Regions from separate parts of the Mus musculus genome. Here region 1 is linked to region 2. A link is a contact called in public Hi-C data. All regions are on one chromosome and are shown on one strand. Each heading gives the region's core, a stretch centred on a gene start, on an enhancer-like site or on the middle of the called end of the contact. The rest is flanking DNA. Distances are from core to core; before and after follow the strand shown. Region 1 holds the start of Klf3 (Kruppel-like factor 3 (basic)). Region 2 has its middle 51 kb from the start of Klf3.

Region 1 (7,403 bases), core at 3,159-5,658, 52 kb before region 2:
TTCCCATGCCTTGTGGATATAGCAACTACTATATACAACGTCCCTAACAATTTAGTACAGCATTTAAAAGCTTGCAACACTCCTGATAGAGTAGACTAGACTCTAATCAAACCTATTAGCCACCTCCCTGTCCCCACCCAAGCAGAAGGGACGATCGGAGTAAACCAACCTCATCAAGACTGCCTACTCAATCTAGTTGGTTGTTACTAACTCTGTATTTCAATTTAAATCATTTATGAACTTCAGCTCAAAGGTCTCTGGTTCTCAGTACAGCTTAATATTTCAAGTTCCTTTGTTCTAAGGCAGAAAGAAAAAAAGAAAAAAACAAAACAAAAAAAAACCCCAGAAACCAAATCAAACCACTACTGGGGACTTCTAAGACTCTTGTAATTTTTCAAGGAAAGTATCATTAGCCTACTGTTTGACTCTAGTAACTTTCATAGATGAGGCTGTTGGAATCTTTACTTCACTTCAATCATGTTATATCTTCCTTTTGTAACTCTTAGCAGGACGAGATATTTGAAGCAACTAGCTATTCTCAAGACTGGTGGCTCAGGGCTGGTTTGCGTCCAGTCATCTCTTAAATAAGTCCATCTCAAACTGTAGACCATTCCTTTAGGTCTTAAAGAAAATCCCCAAGTAAGTTTGAAAAAGACACATAAAAGTCCCCACCCCCAACTCTTTCTTTTAAAGAAAAAGTTTCTCAAGAGCAGGGAGAGAGAGAAACTTACTAAACAGTTTATCCAGACTGTGGAGGCCACGAGCTAAAGATTGAAAAACTGATTATTATGAGAAAGATACGCATCTCTCTGTTTTCAAAACAAGATTACAATTTTCCACACCATCATTCAAGAAAACCAATCAGCACCTACCTCTCCTTTTCCTTAAGATTTTTATTCTTAACATGGGCTAGAAATCACCTCTAGGATATAGTAGTCTTTGCCCTTAAAAAATATTCTGCTGGTTTAATCTTTATCCCTAAAAGAAATAACCCTGGATTTTTTTTTTTCTTGATACATGTCATGGTTTGCTTGAATAATTTTTTCTAGAGATTTCTCCTTCAAAACAAGCAAGACTCTGCAACTCAAGCCCAGGTGGCTAAGCTATTTAAATTTTCCATCCCCTGGGTCTACCTGGGGCAGCCCAGAGTGAAAATGAGCAAGGGTGGGCCAGAGCTTTCGCATAATGCCAGATCTTTAACTCCAAGGTGTTAATCCTGATCTAAACTTGACAGCTCCAGGGCAGTGTGCCTATCTCCCGACAATGGCTGTATCCACCTTCACAGGAAAACTGCAAAAACACCTTCCTTTAGATTTGTCCATATGCCCACAAAATCCCTAACATCCCATCAGCGGGATAACTTTTAAAAGGTAAAAAGTATCGATTTGCCCCTTTAACAGTGGGGCAAAGGGTGTGTGTTAAAAGGTTAACTGACTTCTCAATTATGACATAACACAGGCATCTTGAGCAATCACAGTGTAGAGACATGATAGCTCCCTGGGTGGGGATACAAAGTTTAGGGGCAGGGACCATGGCCTGGTTTAGGCTACTGATCGACCAGAAAACAGCCTGAAACAGGAAAGAGCACACATATGCCACTTGGAATGTATGACGCAAACCCCAGCCTTGAAACAAAGAACAGGAAACAGCCCGGCCGGCAGTGCTGGAGAGAGAGCACAGAGAAACATTTAGCCAGCCCTCCCTGACCCTATATTCATGAGCAGCTGGAGTTTTTTAAGACAACAACAGGGGGGTGGAGGTGTTTGTTCTATGGGTGTGAATAATAACACCAGCTTTATACAAGGGGACCTGCCCTATTTACAAACAGGAGCTGGGGCATACACTAAACATCCCAAGCACACATGCGATTTTATCATCTCCAAGCTGCAGAGACCTTCCGAGTTACCTAGTGCCAGCCTCCTTCCTGATTTCTTTTGTCCCTTTCAGCCAGGTCCCAAGGGCTAACAGCCCTGACTAAATTCTACGATGGAAAATGATCAGATCTAGCCCAGATCTAGCCATCATGCATATTGAGGAAGATCTAGAGAAGGCACTGCTGTAAAAATCCAGGTTACAACTGGGTTATCCCACAGAACCAAAGCTGGACCTAGTTCAAGCTTCCTTTGGTCACAGCTAGACAGAAGACAGACTTGGCCTCTTTAGCCACTTGAAAATCTCGTTTTTTTTTTTTTTCAAATGTAGTCAAGGACATAGCTACTCACTGGTTCTCCACATAAAGCTACTGAAAGTCACCCTTTTGGGAATGTGATTTTTACTGCAATTCGTAAACTCCAGCACCAGTTTTACCAGATAATCTAACAATGACTCTTTTCCCTGAGATATTCAAAGGCAGCAGGGTCCATTTAAAGTCCCACCCACAGTAGTTTTTTCTTTACATGTTGTTAGCCAAGATGATTTAACTCAACTCAGGTTTCCATTATCAGGGACTTACGGATTGGTCTGTAGACAAAACTACAGGTTAACAAGAAAAAAAAGGGGGGGAGGGGGGAAAGGCATCGCTGTACCCATAGCAACAAGATTGCATTTTAATATAGAAACTTTGCAGCAGAGAGACAATAGCTCCCTCCACAGCTATGTAGTTTTGTATTGGGAAGGGTTTGCAACCCAAGCAGCTACTGTCACTCCTACACTTTGATACTCTCCTTAATTTCAGCCAAATGGTCACTACAGAGCACCTCCACAGGACTTGGCTAGCGGCGACGGTCTGCAGCAAACCTCAATGATGAGAAAACTGATTTTTCTCTAGGGAGTATAAATTAATCAAACATCTTCTTTCAGGTTTCTCTAAACAGCCTAAGGTAAACACGCACGTTTAAGCCACGGAATAACTCAGGGGGCTCTTTCTTCATAAACCCTAACTTACAAAATTATTAAGATGTTTGTTACATTCCTGGGATGAGGCAAGTTATCATGCAAGCAGAATTTCTTATAAAAAGTGTTCCTCAAATTTATGCATAAAGTTCTCATTTATCTTAACTGGCCCACGTTCACTCAATTTTGCTTAGTGACAAGATATCAAATCCAAATGAATTCAGAATACCAATTCATACTTCCCCCCCAACACCACTCTTGAGAATAAAGTATCTCCAACAATATTAGAGGAAAAAAAATATAAGTTCTTAGAACCAAATCTCATGACTCCGTGTAAAATAAAATCTCAATGACTCTGTGTAAAGTGTTTATTTTGAAGAATACAAGGTAAACATTATCCAGTGTCCATTTAACCTGAATTATTCAAAGGCTCATTCATATTCAATTAGTATTATTGTAAAATACTACTATTGTAAGTACTGCAGTAAAAATTTACAGAAGTGTTTCTGTTATCCGCCAAAGACATGGATATGACAATTCCAACTCTTATTTGCCACCTCCAAGCTATCCAAAGGTTCTGGTCCACACCACTGTCCTGTGGTCCCTACAGGGCTCCGGTTCCCTAACACCGAAGGCGCTCTGCACTGCTAGCCACGCTGCAATCCTTTGCTTCAGGCACTGCGGCAGGTTCTCTCCAAGTCCCCAAAGGCAGTCTCTCCAAACCTCGGTGGTTCTTTTCCTCCCCCCTGCCTTCCCCCACAAGCCAAATGACCCAGCAGTTAGCGCGCTCCGGGTACGGAAAAGGGGATGCTTCTTCAGTCCCAATCGCCCCCAAGTTTCTCGCCAGGGGCGCTGGAGGCTGGGCTCCAAGTTTGCTGGGCGGCAGCTGGGGGGCGCGGGCGGGGGGCGGGAGCCCCGAGTCCAGGCGGGAGGGGGAGGAGCAGGCGCGCGGCCTCGCCGCTACCTGGCTCCTTCCAACGCGGCCGCTCGCGGGGTGCGCCGGGGGCTCCGATGGGAACCGAGCGCGGGGGACCCGGGACCACACAGGTGAGCCCCGCCCGCGGGCTCCCAATCCACCGAGTTCCCCTATCCCACGATCCCGCCCGCCATCCCCTCCCCCTCGCTCCTCCACCCCAGCTCCGAAGCACTTTCCCAAGCCCGAAGGAGCCCTCGCTGCACCCCGAACCCGTTCTCCGCGTCCTGCTTTCTCCGAAGGGAAAAAAAAAAGGAGAGAAAGAGAGAGAAGCAAGCAGATGCGGCGCAAAGCGGGGCGCAGGACGGCAAGGTGAGGGCGCGGGGACTTACTCTGCCAAGCGCGGTGCCGAGCGCAGCGGCCAAGAAACCCAGGCCCGGCTCCCCGGCGCCCGGAACCCCGCGGGCCGGCAGGTCAAGCGCTTCGGGCCGGACGGCGTCCGGGATAGGGACCGCGACCGCACGGACGCGCGGGTGGGGTTGGCTCGGGTGGCGCTCGCACTGCGCTCCGGCCGCGGCTCCGCGCGGCTCGGCTCCCCGCTCCCCTCTGGCTCCTTGGCACCAACTCTGGGCAGTCACATGACGCCGGCGCCGCTCGCTCTGCGAGCCTCCCCGGGGCTGGCGGGGTAAGTAGAGGCTGGGAGCCGGGGTGGGAGGGTCAGGGAGGGGCAGCGGGAGCCGCCACAGCCGCCCGGGCTGGGAGGGGTCCCCACCCACTTGGGTGGAGGCAGCCGCCGGAGGGGTCGGCGAGTCACTGGCAAACACGCACCCCGCCCTGCCCTTCCCCGCCCCCGCCTCCCGCGCCGCCCCCGCCCGCGCCCCGCCCAGTCACCCGGGGCCAGCCTGACAGACACTCATTATTCCCCGGAGCCGGGCGCCGCCCCGCCGGCTCGACCTGTCCCGGGAGGCGCGGCGCGGCCTCGGGGCTGGGCGTGAGCGGCCCCCGCCCGGCTCTCCACCCTGGGCCTCCACCCCGCCTGAGCGCTCCGCCCGGCGCCCTGAGCCCGCGGCCCCGCCCTAGCTGTCCTGGCCTCCTCGCTGCGGCCCGAGCCCCGGGGGGAAGGAAGGGCGGCGTTGGCCCGCTCCGGGCGTCACACGCTCTACGGCCCCTAGCGCCGCTTCCAAAACACACAGCCCGGGTTCGCAGGCGAGCCGAGGAGTGGGGGAGCGAGGCCGTCAATCACTCGCTCCCGCGGGAAGGGCCGCCCCTCCCGGGCAGAGGGCGGTGGAGCGGGTGTTGCGGCCCAGGATGCCCTGTCCCTACGTCGGGGAGCGCGGTGCTCCAGGAGCGATCGCTGCCTTGTGCACAGGGGTCGCGCTGCAGCCTGCGCGCTGGCGCTGTTCGGAGACTTCGGGTCGCCCCTGTTCTTTCGCCTACCCTGCAGGGGCCGCTTCCAGCCTGGAGGGACTTTTCTTGGAAAGGTGGAGACCCCCGGAGGAGTGCGACTCCCCAAGGGCCCGATGCTCTGGAGCGAAAAGGCGTTCGCTGGTCAGCCTTGCTGCCAGAAAATTTAGCAAACTTCGGGCAGATCCTCCCACCTGGGGCGAGAGCTCTGGCTGGCCTGGGGCTCAGCCCCGGGACCTTTCCTTTCACACTTTAAGAGCCTCAAGGCACTTTTTCCGTGGAAACCAGGCCAGCGCGAGGACAACTTCGCTGAGCTTGGTGCTAGGCTAGAGTCGGAGGCTTTTGAGTTTCCTTTTAAAACAGTATTAATGTAATAAGGAACGCAATAAAAAGAACAAAGGACAAATTGGTTCAATTGTTTTAGTTCTGTGTAATGTTTTAAAACAACCCGGCTTCAGTCTATGGCTTGTTATTACTTCAAGATGTTTTAAAGGCCCTGTAAGTTCACCATTCTCACTTCACTTTGATGCTTCAGCCAGGCATGGTACTACTTAAAACGTAGTGATACATAGATTCCCCACTCCTTGTTGTAACTACAAGGTACAATTAAACTAGAACCCAGTAACCTCCAACACTGAAATTGTCTGTCCTGAGGAGACCCAGAACCCACTAGTTCACATTCCAGTATAATGTCCTGTTTAAAATGTAAGTGGTGAGGGTCTTGGGTGGTTTATTTCCAAATAAAATAGTCAAAGAAAAAGTTGGGTTTTTGTTTGTGTGTGTGATTTGTAAATTGCTGCTCCTAGGTGACCAATCATTAGCAATATATTTGAATGGCTAGGATTTAAATGAGAGATAGAAAGAAAAAAAAAGATAAAGTAGATCAGATGGCTTGAAAAGTGGCCCAAGATAAGAAGGGTGGGGATGGGGGTGGGGGTTAACACCTTAGTGAGCACTGATTTGGGTGCCTCTAGGGAAAAAGATCTAATCAAAGCCTGAGTGCTTGTAGTGCTGAGTAGCTCAGCAAGAGACACAGAAACTCTTCCAGGTGGGCAAGTCGGAACTGCCTGAAGTCATCCCTGACCCTTGCCCCTCCCTAGCAGATCGCCAAACTGTCTCCCATCATTACTTACTCCTTGGCCACTACCCTGGTACACCCTGTTGCAACAGTGTCTCCCATTTGTAGCATGATTAAAGGTGTGGGAAGAGAGTGGAAGCAATGGAGTAAGAATGTCCTTTCTAAATAAAGTACAGATCTAAATGTGTCAGTTTCTTGGGTGACTCAGTTTGGGTTCGACCTTTCTATCTGTACCGAAGGGTATCTGTCTTAGTTACTTTTCTATTGCTCTGCTGAATGCCATGATCAAGCTACCTTCGAGAAGGAAGGGTTCATTTGGGGTTTGTGGTTTCATCCTCATCACCATCACCGTGGGAAAGTGTGGCCCCAGGTAGGTATGGCAGCAGGACCTGCTGAGAGCTTACATTCTGAACTGGAGAAGCATAGCACTAACTGGGGATGGGGTGGGGTGGCCTTTTGATATCTCAAGCCACTCCCCAGCAACCCCCTTCCTCCAGCAAGGCATCTCCCAAACCTCCGGAAACAGGGCTACCAACAGGAAACCAAGTATTCAGGTGCCCAAGAAGATCTCATTCAGACCAGCACGTTCTGCTCACTGGCATCTCTAGTCTGACCATACAGTAATGCAAAACACATTTAGTCCAGCTTCAAACGTCCTCATAGTCTTTCAGTCCCAACCCTGATTTCTAAGTCCAAAGTCTCTTCCAAGGCTCAAGACAATCTCTTAGTTATAACTTTCTATAAAATTTAAAAGCAAGTGACATGCTTCTAATGTACAGTGGCACAGAATATACACAACCATTTCAAAAGGGAGGGATGGAGGTATAGAGAGCAAATACTGGAGCAAAGCAACTCTGAACCGCAGCAGGGAAAAACTCCAAAGTTCTCTATCTCTTTGTCTGATGCCAAATGTCTCTAACATTCCAGCTCTGCTGCCGGTAACACACTCGTCTCTCTTGGGTCCATTCCACGCCTTATGGGCAGCTCTCCTTGGTAGATATCTCACTGATATGGCATCTCTAACAGCTTGGGCCTCACTTCCACAGCTTCACACAAGTAACTTTCGTGTCCCCGGAGAAGAGATTTCTCTGCCAAAGACCTGGCCTCGGTGGCACTCTGAAACCGTGGAGACTGGACAGTCCCTTTATTTATATAGCCTTCATGACTAAAGTCAGT
Region 2 (6,889 bases), core at 3,550-6,049:
TCATGACTCCTTCATGACTTCAAAACCAGTACCACCTGTGTGACTCTTATGTTACCACATTTGGCTTTCAGAATAAGGTACAACCTGGATTGCCTCTGGAACACACCTTCTGTGTGCCAGCCGACTCTCAGAAAACACTCTCAGAAGGTTTTATCTCAGTGAAGCTGGTCTCTTCTTAATAATTGCTAACTTCTCAGCTCCAGCTAGCAGACATCAACAATCTCAGTAAATCAGAGATTTCACTTTATTTATTGTTGTTTTTTTTTCTTTCCCCAGGCAGAGTTTCTCTGTGTGATAGCCCTGGCTGTCCTGGAATGGCTCTGTAGATCAGGCAGACCCAGAACTCACAGAGATCTGCCTACCTTTGTCTCCAAGAGCTGGGATTAAAGGCATGCACTGCCATGCCCGGATCTGCATTTCTTTCAACATTCTCTTTCTTCCAAGCTCCCAATGAACAGCTCACCAAGCCTTGAATACTCAATGGCTTTTCTTCCCCAAAGATGCCAAGTTCTTCCACAATCCTCCCCAAAACAACATGGTCCGAGTCTGTGTAGAGAGAATCTAATTTCCTGTGTTCTGTGTGGAAGCATCACCTGTCAATAAAAAGCTAATGGCATATTAGCTGAGGCAGGAAGCTCCAGCTGAGGTGGCAGTTCCAGCAGGGAGAGAGGAATTCTGGGAGAGAGGCAGGCAGAAGGGATTTGCCACAATGCTGATAGAGAGATGGAACTAAGGAGAGATAACCAACCATATGGCAGCATATAGAATAACCAGGTTAATTAAGTTACAAGCTAGCAGGAACAAGCCAAATCTTTAGGCCCAGATATTCATTTATAAATAATTCAGTTTCAAAGTCATTATTTTGGGAACTTGGGCATGGGCAGTAAAGTCCACAGTTACAGGTCTGCCATGTCAATACCCCACTTCTGGTACCAATTTCTGTCTTTGTCAGGGTTATTATTTCAGTGATAAAACACCATGATCAAAAAAGCAAGTTGAGCAAGAGATGGTTTATTTTTCTTATACTTCCATATCACTTGTTCATCTTATGAGGTTCCTTCCTTTCAGATGACTTTAGCTCGTGTCAGGTTGACATAAAACTATCCAGCACAGGTTGTTCACTGAGGAATAAGCACAAACAATAAACAGAAAAGTAGTAATACTGACATCATAGATCCAGCCATGCCAGAGGCCACACTGTGGAAACTAAAGGGCTCTGTTTGCCTTTAGATGTACCTTCCTTGGCTGGGGCACTAATATTCTCTGTGTGTTTGTATATGGAGGCCAGAGGTCAGTCTTGGGTATAATTTCTCAGAGACTTACACTTAGGCTAGGTTGGTTGTTCAGAGAGCAGCAGGGAACCATCTCTGACTCCCCAGCAAGGGACTTGCAGATGCACATCATGGTGCTAGTTTTTGATGTGGATATGGGCGTGTGTGTGTGTGTGTGTGTGTGTGAAAATATGCTTATACAGCAAGCACTTTACAGGACAAGTTCCTCAGCTCTTAATACTAATATTTTAAAGTGGAAACCAACTATTTAAAGTCTAGCGATCAGGAGGCTGGAGAGATGGGGTTAAAAGTGATTGCTACTCTTGTAGAGGACTGGAGTCTGGATCCTTACACCCACAACAGGCAAGGCAACTCATGAATACCTGTAACTCTAGCCCCAGGGGATCCAACCTCTGAGGACCTTTGCATATGCACACACACATAATACAAATAAGATCTTTCTCTCTCTCTTTTTTAATCTAGAGATTAGGATTTTGCCACTTGAAAACAGGAAGAACTGGTCACATTGGGCCACATTCCTTAAGGGGACAACTGGCCAGTATAGTATATCTGTAGCCGCTAAAGCACACCTTCTCTGATTACCACAGAGAGAGCCCCCATCTCCTTATGGTCTCCCAAACCTTGAAGCAGATGGGAACCAACATCTAATGTCACATACAATAGGACTTACTGTCCTCCGGGCACTGGTCTAAACACCTTAGCAAAGCATTCTTCCATCAATCCAGCCACCCGTCCACCCATCCATCTGTCAAATGCAAGGGAAGAAAGCAAATGCCAAGTGTCCAACTCTCTCCCTCTAGTACTCTGGGTTTTGCTCTTGACCACTCCATTGTATCACCTGGTACTGAGTATATTTGAGGTAGTGGGGGAGGAGGCAAGATACCCAAAATCAGATGGTACCAAAGTACAGAGGCTCATGTCCAGGACATTGTGTTTTGTTTAATTAGAGAAGGAGCCACACCAAAAAAGGGGGGGGGTGATTTTTGTAGTTTTAAAGATCAGAAAGTCCAGGCAGGTCAACCCCCCATGTGAAGGCCCTTGGAGAGCAATGCCTATTGGAGGAAAGCAGGTTGATGTCATCCATTGGACCGGATGCAGACAAAAGACATGCAATAGAAGAGGCCCTGCTGGGAGGTTGCCCAGGCTTGCCACGGATACCAGGGGCAGGGAGAATGACCTGGGTATTGGGGTCAGGAAGGTGGCCAGAGGTGTCTTTTGACCAGTGTGGTGTGGGATGAAGCCATCTGTCCAGGAGTCCCTCTGAACTTCATTCATTGATTTCACAATAGAAGAAAGTGGGTTTTGTAACCCGGGCATCCCTGTAGTGCTGGCCTGACTGTTTACTTCTGCCTCGGCCCCCGAGCCTATGAGCAAATACTTCAGGCACTGTTAACGAGCAGAAACTTGAGACAGAACTTATCTTGTAATGCTGGAGTTTGCATCATATCCAGGGCGTGGTGCTATTTTAGAAGGCAAGTTAAATAATTACATGTTTACAGGTTGAGCAAACAATGTGTGTGGCCCAAGAGGGCTCAGGATCTGTTCCCTGAATGCCCAGTGAACTAACTTGTTCAGCTGAAGGGGAGACTTGGAGGTATCAGGTGGTTTCAATGTGATACACATATATAAATGCACACGTATGCTTATATTACATAAGCATATATGTGTGTATGGGCTTATATTGAATATCAGTGTATCACCTTGTAATGGAGTAGGGAAGATTAGAGATATTATAATTCAACTGAGGCTAATTAGACAAGCTCAGGTCATTGATCCATCTCTGTACCATGTGTATTATATGTGACATACTCAATATATGACTTTATGGTTTTGGTGTTTCCTACATAAATGATAAATTGACAGAAGTTAACACTACCATCATAGGTCCATCATAAGCTCCACTCTTTTTAAATATTTTCAAATGTATTTAATCTTAATTAATTAACTAATTAATTAATTAATGTGAGTCTATGTGAGTATATGGCTTGTATGTATAGGTACCCAAAAATGTTAGAAGTGTGGGTCAGGGGGTTGTGAGTCACCTGATGTGGGTCCTGGGGACAGAACTCAAGGTGTCATGTAAGCCATTTTTCTAACCTCTAAACTACTTTCTTTAGAGAAAAACAAATAAACAAACAAAACTACAGTTAAACAACTATGTGCTATGTTCTCCTATTCCAGTGTTATGTCCCCTAGGAGAGGGGATAGAACCTTGTTTGTTTCGGTATTAGTGTGGTTTGGTTGTTGTTTCAGCAGACATGGTCTTGCAATGTTGTCTACCTAGCCTCAGACTTTTGTTGTTTGTTTGTTTCTTTGTTTGTGTATTTGAGGTTTCTCTGGGTAGCCCTGGCTGTCCTGGAACTCACTCTGTAGACCAGGCTGGCCTCAAACTCACAGAGACCTGCCTGCCTCTGCCTCCCAAATGCTGGGATTAAAAGTGTTTGCCACCACTCCCTGGTATGGTCTCAGACTCTAATATGCAATCCTTCTGTCTCAGCCTCCTGAGTAGCTGGGGCTACAGGTGCTGGACCATGCGGTGGGTTGGCTTTGTTTTGCTTTTGCTTTGCTGAGCCTGAGCATCAGGCCCGGGTGCTCAGGCATGCCAGCTTTCTTTCTCAGTTTGTCATCTACTGTCATTCAGTGAGGAGTCATGAGTGGCATTAGTCAGGAGCCACAGGTCACACCCTCACCCGATCTCTTTCCCTGGTTTGTTTCTCTCAGATGATCTCCCTCTCTCTTCTATGTTTGCTTTTCAGGGACAATGAAAACCCCGAGAGCGGTCCTCAGGCTGAGGACAGTTTAAATGCATTGGAAACAGGGCAGTCACTCATCCTTCCAGCTTGATAAGACAAAAAGGTGACTGCTTGGGGGCAGGGTCTCTCCTTTCTCTCCCTACTTTAGGCAGGCTTTAGGATGAGTTGCCCCTGGCGTTCTTAGAGGTAGGTAGCGTCAGGGCACAGGTTTGGTTTCCTGGCCTCCTTTGGGGTGACTTTAAATATGATGTCTTGTTAGTTTTGTGGACCAGGCTTCCCCCTTTGGAGTGAGGGGAAGCTCATTTGGGTGCCTCTGCTTCTATGACAATGACACCAGGGTTTGGCACTCCTTGTCTCTGGCCGTTCTGTCCTGGACTAATGTCACTGTCTCTCGAGCTGTTGTCACCAAAGCCTGTGTGGTGACTTTGGTGCACTTTGAGCCAGGGCAGCGTGGAATAACTTCCTGAAGGATTGCTTCCTTCCCCCGGGGAAGGGTACAGCTGTGCCAGTACCCTGTATCATCCAAGTCTCATTTCCTTATTTATAAATCAGCCTCTGATTGCCTCTGAAATGCCTCCTGCTTGCATAGCCTGTGAGCTAAAGGAGGCTAAAGCACAGGTATGCTGGTGGATATCTGAATTCCCAATACTGGGGAGGGAGTCAGAGGCAAGGGAGATTGTTGTGAGTTCCAGGCTGGCCATGAACATGATTTGATCCTACCTCAAAACCACGAGTAAGAAGTTTCAAAACCATGTCCATGGGATGTTTAAAGTGCCGTGTGTATGACTACCACAGATCAGTCACTGTGCAAATGTACAAGTTATTGTGAGGACAGAAATTTTTGGACTGTGGCCAGGAGGCTTGCAAAAGATTAGATAGATCCCAGGAAAATGACACTTGCTCCCTTCGTGTTTGTGTGTGTGTGTGTGTGTGTGTGTGTGTGTGTGTGTGTGTGTGTGTGTGTGTGAGAGAGAGAGAGAGAGAGAGAGAGAGAGAGAGAGAGAGAGAGAGATCTTTGAAGTTGATGAAGGGCTAAGAATGCCTGGTACACTGGAAGCAATAAGCAGTGTGTGATGTCAAGATCAAGGGCTCTGATGGGCAGGGCCCTTCATTTACCTGTTTCTGGTACTTGATGCTGGTATATGGGTTTTTGATGAGAACTTCTTATTATCAGTAAGTCTTGTGACTTGGCATTACCTCAAGGACACCATCATATGCTGTATGTAATAACAGTGTATTGATGACATACTCTTGTTTCCCATAATAGATTTGGGCGTGTCTGATAAGGACTGACTCAGGATGGGCAGGTCTTTCTCTATTACCCAGATACTGAGACTGGCTTTGGTCTGCAGTTGCTATACAGGTTCATCGCACCTGCCGTCTCTCTGATTCTATTACATGTGGATTCTTGGCAGTGCCATCTCAGTTTAGGGCTTCTCAATCTGGCTTCTCTGGGTCTCTCTGGGTATTTGAGAAATCCTTGCAGATCCTTGCAGAATTAGATATATATGAGTGCATTTCCATAGGAGCAAGGCCAGCCAGAACAAAGGGATAAAAGGGATGCAGCTGGAAGTGGTAACATGTATATAATCACAGCACTGGGAAGACTGAGGCAGGAGGATGGTTCTGAGTTTGAGGTCAGCCTGAGTTACCATGTGCTCCAGGCATCTTGGGTTACAGAGTAAGATCTTATCTCAAAGTGAACAACAAAACAACAATGAATAAAAAACAAAACAAAATGGCAAGAACAATGCCACCGAAGGTGTCCCCAGCTAGGGAGGAATGGAAGGGACTTCATAAGATTAAAATATAAAGGTTTAACCTTAACACAGACATCCCCAGCACTGATAGAGCGATCACAGCACTTACACACACACACACACACACACACACACACACACACACACACACCCGCTCCTCCGGTAACTAGCAATGCAATGGTTTTCATGGTTTCAGAGCAGCTGTCTAGGACTGAGCCCAGGGTAGCTGAGGCCTAAGCATGCTTGATGAGTAACTGTGAAGACTCGGCACGTTCTTTGTCCTTAGAAAGGGGGACTGTTTTGGTTTTCCCCCTCAAGAAACGTACGCGTCATAGGACAGTTTCCAGGGAAAGAGAGAAACCGACTTTAACGGCAGCAATGTAAGAGTATCAAGTCAAAGTTTCAGGGTGCGACTTTAAAATTATTTTCATTAAGACTTTTTTTTTTTTTTAAGGAAAAGGAAAAAGGGCTTCTTTCCCAGCTTTTGTTTGTGAGAGAATAACTCCTTTATGCCTGGCTTTGCCTCTAGGCTAGCACGGGGCTGCAGTGCCACACCCTAGGGCGGGTTTTGGCTCAGGTCAGTCTTCCTCCTTCTCTTTCTTTCTCTTCTTCCTTTTCTTCCTGCTTCTCCACCCCTCCCCCTCAAAACACTTCTCTCTCTCTCTCTATCTCTCTCTCTCTCTCTCTCTCTCTTTCTTCAATCTCCCACCCCCCATCTTTAACAAGTATAATCTTTATTTATCACTAGTGTAGAATCTGGAACATCTGAAGGAGATACTTGTCACCATGAATCTATCTGGGAAAGGAAGAGGACTTCCGATGAATCTGACTTTGACTCTACAGAACCTCTCTTTAACAAGGGTGACTGAGCTGGGCATGGTAGAATGCCTGTCACATGTTTAAGGATGTTTAAGGATCTGAGTTTGTATCCCAGAATCCACAAAAGAAAAAAAAAAAAGAAATGGCGATGTCTGTAATCCCAGTGTTAAGGAAGAAGAGACAGATGGTTCTCTGGGGGCTCACTGGTCAGAAAGCCTGGCTTAGTCTGGGAGCTTCAGGTTCAGTGAGAGATGCTGTCTCAAAA

Evidence for each region. Hi-C and Micro-C count contacts between places; a contact is called where the count stands out from the background.
Region 1: a Hi-C map of liver shows a contact between it and region 2, with 8 times the contacts expected there. The contact joins the promoter of Klf3 here to the enhancer-like site in region 2. A contact is called at or near these places in 12 of 39 promoter capture datasets (the 3T3-L1 cell line, 3T3-L1-derived adipocytes, the SN4741 cell line and 7 more), 39 of 484 Hi-C or Micro-C datasets (the AML12 cell line, CD4 T cells, DN3 thymocytes and 19 more), 15 of 115 datasets of contacts at active chromatin or transcription factors (CD8 T cells, the SCID.adh cell line, acute myeloid leukemia and 9 more) and 3 of 9 other capture datasets (adipose tissue, liver and pancreatic islet).

Annotation. Positions count from the first base shown.
Region 1 is chr5:64,800,526-64,807,928 of GRCm38.p6, reverse strand. It overlaps Klf3 (Kruppel-like factor 3 (basic)), which reads right to left and starts at 4,408. Exons shown (of 6, transcript NM_008453.6): 1 at 4,138-4,408. Gm38457 reads left to right here. Exons shown (of 2, transcript XM_006504241.4): 1 at 1-3,879; 2 at 3,970-5,559. The coding sequence starts at 3,640. The coding sequence ends at 4,434.
Region 2 is chr5:64,749,076-64,755,964 of GRCm38.p6, reverse strand. No RefSeq gene overlaps it. Among named protein-coding and RNA genes, the nearest start is that of Klf3, 51 kb to the left of the region's middle. Within about 2 kb of position 4,799, at least 35 of the 459 cell types and tissues checked have an H3K27ac peak or open chromatin away from gene starts, as enhancers often do. A contact at or near this core is called in the AML12 cell line, the SCID.adh cell line, bone marrow-derived macrophages and 4 more, where this site is marked.